Regions from separate parts of the Rattus norvegicus genome. Here region 1 is linked to region 2. The links are chromatin contacts, called in public Hi-C maps. All regions are on one chromosome and are shown on one strand. The core of a region is the stretch at or near the end of the contact, and the rest is flanking DNA. Distances in the headings are between cores, read along the strand shown.

The links. Hi-C and Micro-C count contacts between places; a contact is called where the count stands out from the background.
Region 1: a contact with region 2 is called in a Hi-C map of frontal cortex, with 3 times the contacts expected there. The contact joins two enhancer-like sites. A contact is called at or near these places in 2 of 12 Hi-C or Micro-C datasets (Schwann cells and frontal cortex).

Annotation. Positions count from the first base shown.
Region 1 is chr3:67,664,592-67,670,828 of GRCr8, forward strand. All of the region lies in intron 3 of Ifih1 (interferon induced with helicase C domain 1), which reads right to left. Among named protein-coding and RNA genes, the nearest start is that of Ifih1, 16 kb to the right of the region's middle. Within about 2 kb of position 2,725, at least 11 of the 93 cell types and tissues checked have an H3K27ac peak or open chromatin away from gene starts, as enhancers often do.
Region 2 is chr3:67,558,666-67,564,716 of GRCr8, forward strand. It overlaps Fap (fibroblast activation protein, alpha), which reads right to left. Exons shown (of 26, transcript NM_138850.1): 20 at 5,135-5,329; 21 at 248-302. Among named protein-coding and RNA genes, the nearest start is that of Gcg, 30 kb to the left of the region's middle. Within about 2 kb of position 1,471, at least 5 of the 93 cell types and tissues checked have an H3K27ac peak or open chromatin away from gene starts, as enhancers often do.

The sequences.
Region 1 (6,237 bases), core at 1,475-3,974, 110 kb after region 2:
TTAAACTCATTCTCGGTATATGTTAAGTCGAGTTTTCTCCCCGCCTTCGTTCTAGCATATGTAAGTTTGTGGTGGAAGCTGCATACAGAGTAAGCAGATAATTTATTGATAATTATTAGTGAATAATTGATAATATTCATTAGCATTGGTACTAAATACAGCGGGTGGCGGATTAAGCTCAGTATTTGGTTACATAGATTTCACAATCACATCTTGTACGGTGTCAAAACACTGAGCTCAGAGCTTTCCCAGATGTAATGCAAATTATGGTAGTATCTTCTGCCGTAGACACCCCCATTAGCAACTCAACTTTAAAGGTGAGAAACCAATATTCAGAGAGGTTAAATGACTCATCCGTGTCACCCAGCATCCCAGTGCTTCTTACTCAGCGCTCATGACTCATCATTCGTGTGCAGGGGATCTCTAAGCTTCTGCATCCTCGGTGCTAAGGGAAATGAAGCTCACTTTAAGACATCAATTTCATTGTAACGTCAAGGTCTCCCTAAAAACTAAACCATCTTATCCTTCCAAGGAACAAGTTAGAGAGATGTTGGCTCTTTGCTAATACATTCTGACTCATGGATGGACACCAACTTTCCACTCCTTTCTCCACACTTGCACTTGCACACCTATCACGAAGGGACGCTTCTGCCTTCAAAGCACAAACCCAATCTTAGCAACTCGGTCAAGAGATCACTGTAACGGTAAAAAGGTGGACAGAGAGCTCCCTTGCTTTGTTTAAAGTGCACGCAAGCCCCAGCTTCTCCTCACAAAAGGCAATGTAATTTCCCAAGCAGCCCTTTTTTGTGCAATATTATTTGTTCTTTCTTAGAATAGATTCATTAAAGAAAAGAAATCTAATAATAAAGAAAATAGTCTATCTCCAGCGGCACTGAAAGTTCCTTCCCTGCAGGTTTTCTCTTTGAAATCGATTTAAGAAAATGTGCGTGCACGTGTGCATATATACCTCCAGAAAAGCAATACCAAGAAATTGTTGATGCATTTCTTTTACAACAACAAACCATGTTTCGAGTCTATGTAGCAAAAGTGAATTGCTACAACTGATTTACTTATGATCCTCCTGTTTTTGTCTTTGACGTTTCCAAGGCAGGTCAGTCTGGAAGGTTCTAAGATTCAAAGCAATGCACTTTTCCTCTTAGAGAAGACATGCAAAGCAGAGGTTGGAGGCACGGCTTTCCTGTGAAGTGATCCGGTGCTTTGGAGACCAGGGATGCCTCCCAGATCTGAACTCAGCCACTGCTCACAGGTGGCTTGTTTCCATTTAAAATTACAGATAGTCGCTTCTACAGTTTTACATTTTATTGTAATGGTGATCCTGTTAAACCAGGGACAAGATTTTTGAAGGGAAATAAATTTAATAAACTCTTGTAGATTTGTATCATATATTGGAATCACAGTGTTCAATGGGCTTAATTGACTTTTACATATGTCATTTTCTTCTAAGGGAGTGATCAAAGCCAACTAGGAAATAAATTTGAAAATGGCAGGCATGTCTATTAATATAGTTGTCTATATGGAATTAATTGGGGCCAGAGGAAAAAATCATACTTGTTCAATTAGGAGATAGATGGATTTTCAAAATAAGAAAAAATAAAGAATAATAACTTCACAAGTAAGATAAAAACAACAGCTTTGCTTACAATGACAGTAATCTCTAAGAGAGGCTGTAAAATCATGTGTGGGGGCAAAAAAAAATCTCTTCATTTTGGAAACACGTTTTTGAATATTTTGGTAATAGTAAAAAATATTACTGGAATCTTAGAAATTTCGTATTTTTTAATGTGTTATAGACCTTACATACTTTTAAAACATTTTAAAAATCGTTTAGAAACCAAAAAAATTCACAATAAAATATTGAAAGCAAAGATGGGGAGGTGGGAGGGTTGGCGAGTTTAGATTCATTTTAATGCAACGTCTGCCCTCTGCTGGAATATACTAGTATAGCAGGCAATGAACAAATAATACTGTGTTTCCTATAAGGCTCCCTTAAGTAAAACGCAACTTCTTTTCCCTCAGGTAGACTTTCTCCTAGTCTAGAAACTTTTCACGCTGCGGACTCTATCTTTTCCTTCTTGCAGCAATCCATCACAGCTTCTCTCTGTGGTGAAAAGTGGGTTTACATGCGGCAGGAAACAGCGGCAGCGAAAAGGATTTCCCTGTACCTCGGTGAAGAACATATATGCTCTGTTCTGTTCTCCCTGGAGCTGGTGGGGACAGGGTCTACACCTCACTGAATTCCATCTCTCAGAGAAGTCATACTTTTCTCTTACTGTGACCTTGCCTTACACTTGAACATCATACCTATCTTTCCTCGAGTTTCATAATGCTCTTGCCGGGGTTGGGGATTTAGCTCAGTGGTAGTGCGCTTGCCTAGCAAGCGCAAGGGCCTGGGTTCGGTCCCCAGCTCCGAAAAAAAGAAAAAGGAAGAAAAAGAAAAAAAAACATAATGCTCTTGCCACAGATTAACCCAAGAGCTTGAAGCACGTCCTTGTGTTGGCACAGACACAAGGCTGCGTGGACCCCTTAAACGGGCTTACTTTCATACTGCTAATAATACATATTTCCTTTTCTTTAGGAATAACAATCTTTTCTTTGAGAGGAAATAGATTACTTTTATTTTCAGCTCTATGTATATGGATCTACACACACGCTCACATTTTGGTCTGTCATAGTTCGCTCTGTGTGCCAGGGAACATGTGTTCCTGCAGAATGGAGAGAAGCCACCTCCACCCACCTTGCATATTCTATCCTGGATCCAAGCTTCTAGGAAATGAGTTCCCCAAAGAGAAAAAGAAAATCTCTCTTAGAGCCACAGGCCCACATGGCCATTCGTGGAGCTCCTCTGCTCCTGTTTATAGGTGTATGTGTGTTTGCGTAAGTGCGTGCATGCATGTGTGTATGTATGTGCGTGTGTAAGCGCACTCATGTGTGCGTGTGTGCGTGTGTGCATGTGCACATGTGTGCACATGTGTGCATGCGCATGTATGTGTGTGCTGAAATATGTCAGCTAGAATTAAATATGAGTCATGCATAACGATGTTGGCTTAACGTTTATCATCTCTGCCTGCTATCCTTTGCTCCAGGGGCCAAACACAGAAAGAACGTTATTAAAATATAGGGTTGTAAAAGTGACTACACCTACCAGGAGAACTTACCCCCTAACTTAATGATGAAGGTAGAATGTTCTAGACATTCACAATTCTAGACCTTGATAACCACACTAGAAGTCCTGTCATTAACAGCAGCCATGGACTGTAAGAAAGAAGAAGATGACTTGGAAACTTTAAATTCATAGATGCCTGCTGGAAAGGCTGAAGGACCTAAGCGATCCTAACCAGACCGGAGGGAAGTGCAAGCGCAGATATCACTAAGGGTGCCCAGGTAATGCTCAATGACAGGTTCTTGCCGGGGCTTAAAATGACTGCCAACTTCCAAGGTACACATCTTCTCATCATGAGCAATGCCAAGCTGCCAGCGTGATGCCCTGGGGTAATTTCTTACATGCACTGTGATGGTATTTCATGAATATCCAGACAATGAAATATTAATTTAAGGGAGTTTTAATTTTCGTTTTGTTTTGTTTGTTCTCCTTGGGCAACAGCAGGAAAAATCTCTAAGACACATTAGTTCTCTTCGGTCTTAGAGGTCTTAATGTGTATTTCTGTCCCCAGTCACCCTCTTACATCACATTTCTGACACACTTCAAGCTTTCTTATAACTTCCTTTAGTGGTGACGTTCACTCAGCCTGAAATGTTATCAGTCACATCTGTTCACAAAACCACCAGAAGGCAGCCGTCCATGGCTCAGACGAATGTCTGTCCTTCCCGCCTAGCTAAGGTTCTTTGGGGTAACCTTCCTTCTTTCTCAAGTCTGCCTCCAAACCCTTTAACACCTAGATTTGGGGCTTTTCTTTCCTTTCTATTGATTTTCCTTGACTTGGTTACTGTTTGTCTTTGAGAGCTTGTGATACATATTTTCCTATCCAGAGCATATCATATTAAGATATGAACAAAATGGTTTGGTGTGCCCTGACCAACTCAATTCTCTCTTGCCACTAGTCTGGCTTTCAGTCCTTCTTCACAACTCAAGGTAGAGAAGGTAAGTTCTGATAATCAAACCAAAATTTGAGACCATCGCTTTGTGATGATCCTGCTCAAAGAGTTGTTTGAAGTTATAAAATAAACCCAATCTATATTAATTTCGCTGTAGACATGCACTACTCAGTTTTCTTACTGATAAAAATACCCGTGGCATTATCGCCCAACTCTGGATGACTGGCTGATAGCCCTTTTAGAACAGCTGTGCAGCTGTGAGTCACAGAACACGCTCGGTTAGAAAAGAAGGAACATAAAATCCTTCATAAGCATTAATCCCAGCATACTCCTCCCTTTCCCTCCCCCTCTCTTCAAATTACTATCTACCCTTAAATGGCCCCTGCAGTACTGCAAACCCAGTGAATGGTAACTGAATTTAAGAAAATATGAAGGATGGACCACATAATATGAGCCAACTCTGAAACGGTAATATACTGCTCCAGTCATGGTCTTCCTTTAGCTTCAAATGTTGTGGCATTTATTTCTAGGTTTCTAAAAAATTGCTAGATTTTTCTACAGGCTAGGGATAAGAAGCGCTATTCGGATCCTTAAGTGCAAGGATAAATTTCGTGACACTTTCACAGAAATAAGTATAGACTGAGCCTAAGATTGGACTTTTGGTCTATGAAAAGGAACAACAAAAACAAAAACAGAAAACAAAAAACAGAAAACAAAAAACAAAACAAAACAACAACTACCAAAAAAGTGCTGTGACAGATTGGGCCAGGGAGAAAGAGCCTGTTTTATAAAGGTCAATTTTTAAACCCCTCCTACAGAACATGATCTATGCAAAATATCTTCACAATATATTCCAAAGCATAATGTCACCGGATAAACCTAAGGAGCTGAACATATGGGGGAATGAAAAAGAAGGTATTACAGTCTGAAAACAAGCAGGTTGGTGAGCTCATTAGCTGGGGTGGAATTTTAAAATCTTCACGTGAACGAATATATAAATCAAAATATACACACGCGTGCTGGGTCATGCGCACTGTATATTCACACATGGCACGCTAGTTACATTATCATTTTCCACACTGGAGCAGAGACATCCTCTCTTTATAAATGTCAAAGCGCCCTCTGCTGATCGTTCTGAGGTACTTGCATTTCTAGAGTCCAAACAAGGTGCTCTAATGGATCCAAAGAGAAGCTTCAGGATTTGTTGTTTGTGCAGTGTTATGTAAAAGTGTTCCTTCCAAACCCAGTAGCAGTCCCCTTGTTTGAAATCTCATTTACTATACTTTTTTTTTCATTTACTATACTTTTATTTTACCATAGCACTTCATTTCCTAAAATAGAATAATAAAAATGCCACGTTAAAAAGTAACTACTCACTTGTTTTGCCCAAGCAATAGCAGATATTTAGAAATGACTTTAATTTTTCTGTAACTGTATAGAATTAAAATAATCTGTAGAATGGGATAAGTCCCTTTGGAGTCTTCCACGTAAATATGGTCAAAGGAAACATCAAAATTCTGTGATATTTTGTTCTAAAATTGCCAGTGACTTCAGAAGGCAGGAGAGCCATATACATCATGACCATCCCACTGCAGTTCTAAAATGTGCAGCTGCCATTTAGAAATTACTGTGTTAATTTGGGAAAGACAATGCTTTAAAGGAAATCTTTGTTTATTTTAATTAAACCAAGAAAAAACTGCATTTCAAGGGGGGGGGGGAGACAGCATCTCTCTCAGGCATTTTTCTTTATTGTGAGAATTTCATAACTGTCTTCAATAACATATTATTGTTACTCCCCATTTTCCTCCTCCTGCTTCCCCTAAATTCCCCATATTTCTCTCAGTGTGTCTCCTACCCTACACGTAAGGTATGTGGTAAACACACATGGTGTGTGTATGTGTGTGTGTGTGTGTGTGTGTGTGTGTGTGTGTGTGTAATTCCAGTCAGTGCAAGCAGTCAATCCTGAATAGTGAAGGAGCAGAAAAGAAGAAATGCCAACCCCCACATGTGCTGAGAGGGTGAAACGATCATCTAGAACTTTCCACAGGAGATTCTAGTCTGTCGCCCTTTGGAGGAAGGATAAATGTCATTAAAACCAGTTTAGCTCGAGCCACTGCGCTGTCTGGTGAGGTGTGAAGGAGGTAGAAGGTTGTAAAAGCGATT
Region 2 (6,051 bases), core at 221-2,720:
GTGTCAATTATGGATTCATTTGCTACACAAAGAAGAAAATTAAATCAGGAAAAAAAGGAACAAACACTTAAAACCACCACTTCAAAGCTGATATTATCCAAATTGACTGTTTCTATTGACAGATTAAATTATGTTGCAACATTGACATTTCGTGAAAAAAAAAAAAAAAACCCTTCTGAGCGAACACTTTTCGAAAATGAGGATTGCCGAACTGAGTAACAGGCAGAGAACACATAAAACAACTCACCCATCCCCATATGGCTATTCTTCCTTCATCAATGAAACCCATTTCTATGAATTTTCTGAAGTGAAAGAAACAAATTTTTAGAATTTTAATTGTGTACACATGACATTTACTTCATTACACAAGCATATTTAATCCAAAGCTTTAATAGAAACGCTTCATCTCTTTGTTTAGACAAATGCATAATAAGGCTGGATTTACAAACAGCTAAAATAATAGTGTCGTGTTTTCTGCAGAGGATAAAAGGCTCATCTTAGACTCCACTCTTCATCCTTAGTGATCCCAGTGTCCTCAGGCCCAGTGTTTGAATCTTGTCAGTTAGCAAAGCCTGTCCCCAGATTACCTCGTTAGAATACAGTGGCATCACTACTAGTACCAAATTTCTAAATCCTTGGGCCTTGGAAAGGGTTTTTGTTTCACTGCCCATTCAATTTTTATTAAATTTGTATCACTTTATTTGCATAGTTGTTGATAACCATCATTTTGATTCTAGGTCCTATTCAATGAAAAATCTATTCTTGCTGTTCATAAATAGGAGCCCCCCTCCCCAATTTACTATGGTATGAACAACTAACTATATCTACATGTATCCTTTTAAAAAAATGTTGAAACGATTTGCTCAGCTCCATCACATTTCTAAAACGTTTTCAAAACAATTTATTTCTTTAGGAATAACAGACTATAATAAAAACAACCTTTAAGACTCCCGGGAAGCTTCCAAAGCAATGTTTGCCGTTCGTTTATACCTCAATTCTCTAGTATTCTAGAGAAAATGAGACTCACTGGGAGAGTGGGTTAAGAGCCCCAAGAAAACTTTATAGGGATCAGAAGCAAGAAAGAAGGGGTGACTGAGTGAGTGGGCCCTGGAGAACACCACATTAGGGAGATGGAAGGGAGGGACCCAGGGAGGCGTGGCCCCCAAAACACATTGGTGTGGCCTCTGCTTTCTGTTTATGCCTTTCTTGTCAGTTTTCTGGAAGTAGAACATGCGTGTCTCTTTTGTTAGTGGAATAATGGAATTTCTTCTTTTCTTTTGTTGTTCTGGGAATTGAACCCAGGTCCTTAGGTTTACTATACTAATGCTCTACCTCTGAGCCCTTTTTGCCAGCTCTGTAGAATTACTTAAAGGGATTTTATAGCAACCATTTCGCTCATTGCATCGACTCAGCATGCACGTTTCTGACGCATTGAGGAGTTGGGCAAATGCCCGGGACAAACAGATGGGAAGAGGCCCCGTTAGTCACAGCTTACCCGACACGAATTCTGAAGGACACTGAGTGTACAGGGAAGAAACGGAGTAGCAAATGGAAAATTGCTACCTGTGTGGAAGCAGATCAAGGGAAAGCGAGCAAACGTGCCGAGAACGTGGCCCTTCGGCCATTCTCCCACACATTTCAAAATCAAAATGGGAGACGAGGAGGTTCGCTTTCTTGTTAAAAGATAGTCTCACTACTGGTGTTGGAAGACAGTTCTGAGCCATAAAATCGGTCATGATTTTATGATCTCCTAGAAGCTAACAATCATACTGCCTTACATCTGGGGCACAAAGCAAATAACAGGTGATGCACAGAAACAGGAAATTCTTATCGGCTCCCTGGCTAGGTTTATTCTGAAAGGATGACATTTGCAGGAAATGATAGTTTAGTGGTTAACATGGAAACGACACATTAACACTTAACGTGGCAGGACTAGGTTAAAGGTTAGCTAGATAAAACAAGCCTTCTGAGATCAACAAGGCTCTATAAACTTCATCCTCAAAATCTGGAAAGCTTCCTGGAAGGTGAGTTATCAGAAACTACTGATAATATGGTTTAATCAACACAGTAAAGTAATACGTGAAAAAGGTATTTTTTTTTTTAAATATCAGAGGTTAAACTGAACTTCATATATCCTTCCCATTTTAAAACAAATGACTCTGGGTTAAGATCATCTTGAATCCTACTAACTGATTACGCTATTTGAGTTTTCTTTTTGACACTATTAAGAATGATAATATATATTTTTTCTCTTAAAATTTTTCATCATTAACCCTTAAATCACATAAAATTAAGACTTCGGGACTATATAAAATGCTGACTATACTCCAAATGAGTGGAGCTGATAATCTCTGAAAATTTGTGATTGTCTAAAATGTGGCATTTTCCAAGAAGCCTGAAGAAACCGTGTTCCCGTTCCTCCAGCGCTTGTGAACTTGCTACCATCTGTTCCTTATGAGATTCTCATGCACGGGCGGGCTATAAGGTGATATTGGTCTCCTATTCCTCTGTTTTCCACTTGGTTTGCATTTATTAGCTTGGCTTGACCAGTACTTACTGCTGTTTCAAACTCACACACACAGTTTTCTGTTGACACATAGAAAATCACCTATATAAAAAATTTTAAGAGATTCAGGGAAAACAATTTCATTTCTGGGTTGATTCGAGAGTGACAGTCTTCAGGTTAGGTGTTTGCTATCTGATTCCTAAAAGGTCAAGTTGGGAGACAGGGAGTTGAATCATTCTCGATATCATCCTATTTTTTTTCCTTTTTAGCCTTTCCTTTCGGGAAGAGCTGGATCCTTAGGTCTCTTTTACATGTCCATGTAACAGAGATTTCAAACAAAGCTAGGGCCAGCCGAGGGACTCTGCACCGTCGCATGTGTTGCTTGAATGGGCCTTGCAGCCACTCTGTGACCTTTGCTCTACAAGAGGCATGTTAAAAATCCCATCTAACAGTAATGCCTCCCCTTAAAGCACCCTTAGATTTTAAATGCATGGAAAACAAGGGCTGCCAGTTTGCACTGCTTTGTACGGAATGTAATATGGTGACACACAATGAAACGTGGCATGCACTGTTAAGTGGCTGAGCACGTGGGTATGCTTGCCCTACATCAGGAAAGCATTCTCCAGATAACATACTAGAAAATAAAGGTTCAGGGAAAGTAATGGCCACCAGTTATTACCTCTGTTACATCTGCAAGCAAGTACCAAAGACAAGTTAGTGTTACTGCAAAATTGATACAAGATAGGATTTAAGGCCAGAAATAACAATTTTCGTTAAGGTCCTTACATGGGCTTCAGATCTATACTTTTACTTCATTCAACAGAGTAAATTAAGAATTCATTATTTGTGATGGTAAATCAGTGGTTTAAATGGCATGACATAGTTTATTGTTAGTAGGCTGTATAATTATGATTGTTTTAAGCCAAAGATAAAACAAACTGCCCTATAGTTCTATCAACCTTAGAAGACATTTAAAGACATGATTTATAATTTTTTATCTACAAGCTCTTGCAACATCTTTGGTTTATATTTCCTTGGTGTTTTTATAGTTTAAGTATGAACAGACAAGACCCAAGTTGTACCTCTAGCAAAACACCCAAAGACTTAAAGCTGCAAGGCTGACGAATGTGTTCTACTCTTCACTGGACACATCAAAGTCCAGAAAAACTAAGCAGAGAATTTAGCTCAGTAGGTTAAGTGGTTGCTTAACACTTACAAGGTCCTAGACTTGCCTTCTAACACAGCCGAAACAAAAACAAAAACAGAATACAAAATCCTCTGTTGCCCCAGTGGAGTTCATCTTAAATCATTTCTTCACTGGACAAAATTCTTCCAAATAAATTGATAGCAAAAATATCAAGTCTGGATCAGCAAAGATCACGTAGCCTCCGAGAAGTGAGGGATTAATTATAAGTTTCGATGTTGCATAACAATGTAGTCATTAATTTATTGTCTTTTATTAAAATTCACTGCTCCACTTGAACACATTGTGTCTGTGGGTAAGTGGCCACTCACTAAATGAAATAAACATCAGAGTGTATGAGTCATGACTGCCTTTCTAGTCCTAAAATCAGTTACATATGAATCTAAATGTTTCTGCTTTGACTAGAGTCAGAAATATAATAAACAATATCCCTTACACATGCTGTCTGGACCTTTTCCATATGTGTTAAATTAAATCTCTTTTGTATATGTTGATCAGTATTGCTAAGATCAATGACACTGAGGGGGATAAGAGATATTGTACTAAGTTTTATTTAAAATTGATCTTTGTTGCCTTTAGCTGTTACATGTGCAAAATCATCTATAGTTACAATGCAACCAGTCAGCAAGCCTTTAGCATTCAGACTGGTAAACTCGGATTCACTGGCTTCACCTCCTCACTCTATAGGAATAGGAGTCTGGGGCAACCGTGTATACTGTCCCTAGTGCAGTAGAGTTTTATTGACAACATTGTTTTAGATCCCAACAAGATGATGGGTCCGTTAACTCTGGTTAGAAATATAGCTGGGAAAAAAAAAAGAAATTAGATCTGCCTTCCTTCTAAATGTTTTCAGAATATTTCATCCATTATATGAAAGCAGGATCCTTTTGACAAAAGGAACATAGGCATCTGTTCTTATGGTAGCATGGTAAAATATGACAGCAAGATTATTCACAAATCAACTTCCAGCACCTAGGACATGCCGTGCCGAAGACAACCTGAACCAATTCTGAAGAGGAAGACTGACAATTGACTACATTAAGCTATTCGATTTATTGAAGGCCATCACTAAAGTTACATAATCATTTTTCTTTTCGTTTTTCAATTGTGGGCCATGGTAATCAATAAAAGTTCGGTTGTAAAGTCTTGGCTCTACCAAACATTTTTCTTCACCATTATCAGCCCCTTTCCATGAACAACTTTCCCAATATTTGACCCAAAAGATCCCTTTAAAACTAATAATAATTTTCTACCAAGTCAGTGAGTCAGAGCAAAAAAAGAATGAAGTCATTAGGGACAGTAAACATGACTGAAAGTAGGGCTCGGTGGCAGGATACACCCACCATATTCAGGGGCACCTGTAGGATCTAAGGTAGTGATGCCACACTTGTTGTGTGTGGACAGTTTATTGAAAAGGTGCTCACCTGACAGCTGTGAGCTGGTCCTCAACTTCATACACACCCAGCTTTCGATACACGGCATGCAGGAATTTGTCACCTTGGAAAGCAGTGCCCCGGCCATCTACCAAGGCAACGACTATCCCCTCCTTACTTGCAAGATAAGTTATCCAATTAACAGAGAATACAGACTTTACACTCTGGCTGCAGGGACCACCATACCTAAAGGAAAATAAAAATTAATTAATTTAAAAATAAAAAATTGATTATTTAAAAAAAATAAAATCCATTTTTCTCAGCAGCCTAGCATGGATTTCAACAGTTCCCAGTCCCACTATGTGATAAAAATTTCAATATCAATAACATTAGAACTGGTTCTAAATCAAGAAGAGACCAGGCTTTTCCCAGAGGTTTGCTACAAGGAAGTTGTTTTGGGACACAGCCTCTCCTATTCCCCAAAACGGATACATCTAGGGTTGGCATTTCAAGGAATATGTGTGGGTTTTTCGTCATTTCTGCCACCTGCCACTTGCTAAAAGCAGACATAAGATATACTAAAAAAAATGCATGGTGTTTTAAGCAAATTGTGTGTAGGTCAGCCCTGATTTTGGGTGTGATTCCACTAAATGTATTCCATTCCTTTATTTCGTTTCTAACTCAATTACATAAGATGTTAAGATGATTTACACTATTTTTTTTTGGCTGCAATCTCTCTATCTCAAAGGTATTCTGACACATTCGGCAATTTGCCATCCCAAGGAAATTCAGCACAGCAAACGCAGGCAAGTCCATCTCAAATCTCAAAACTTCCTTGATCTATTTTAAATAGCCATATTTTATTTACTCTGATTAGTTGGGGGAATATATAAAAACAGCATCAATAGGAACTGTTACCAAGGAGAATGGTTCATTCTATTTCATAAATGTGTGTTCCATCCAACATA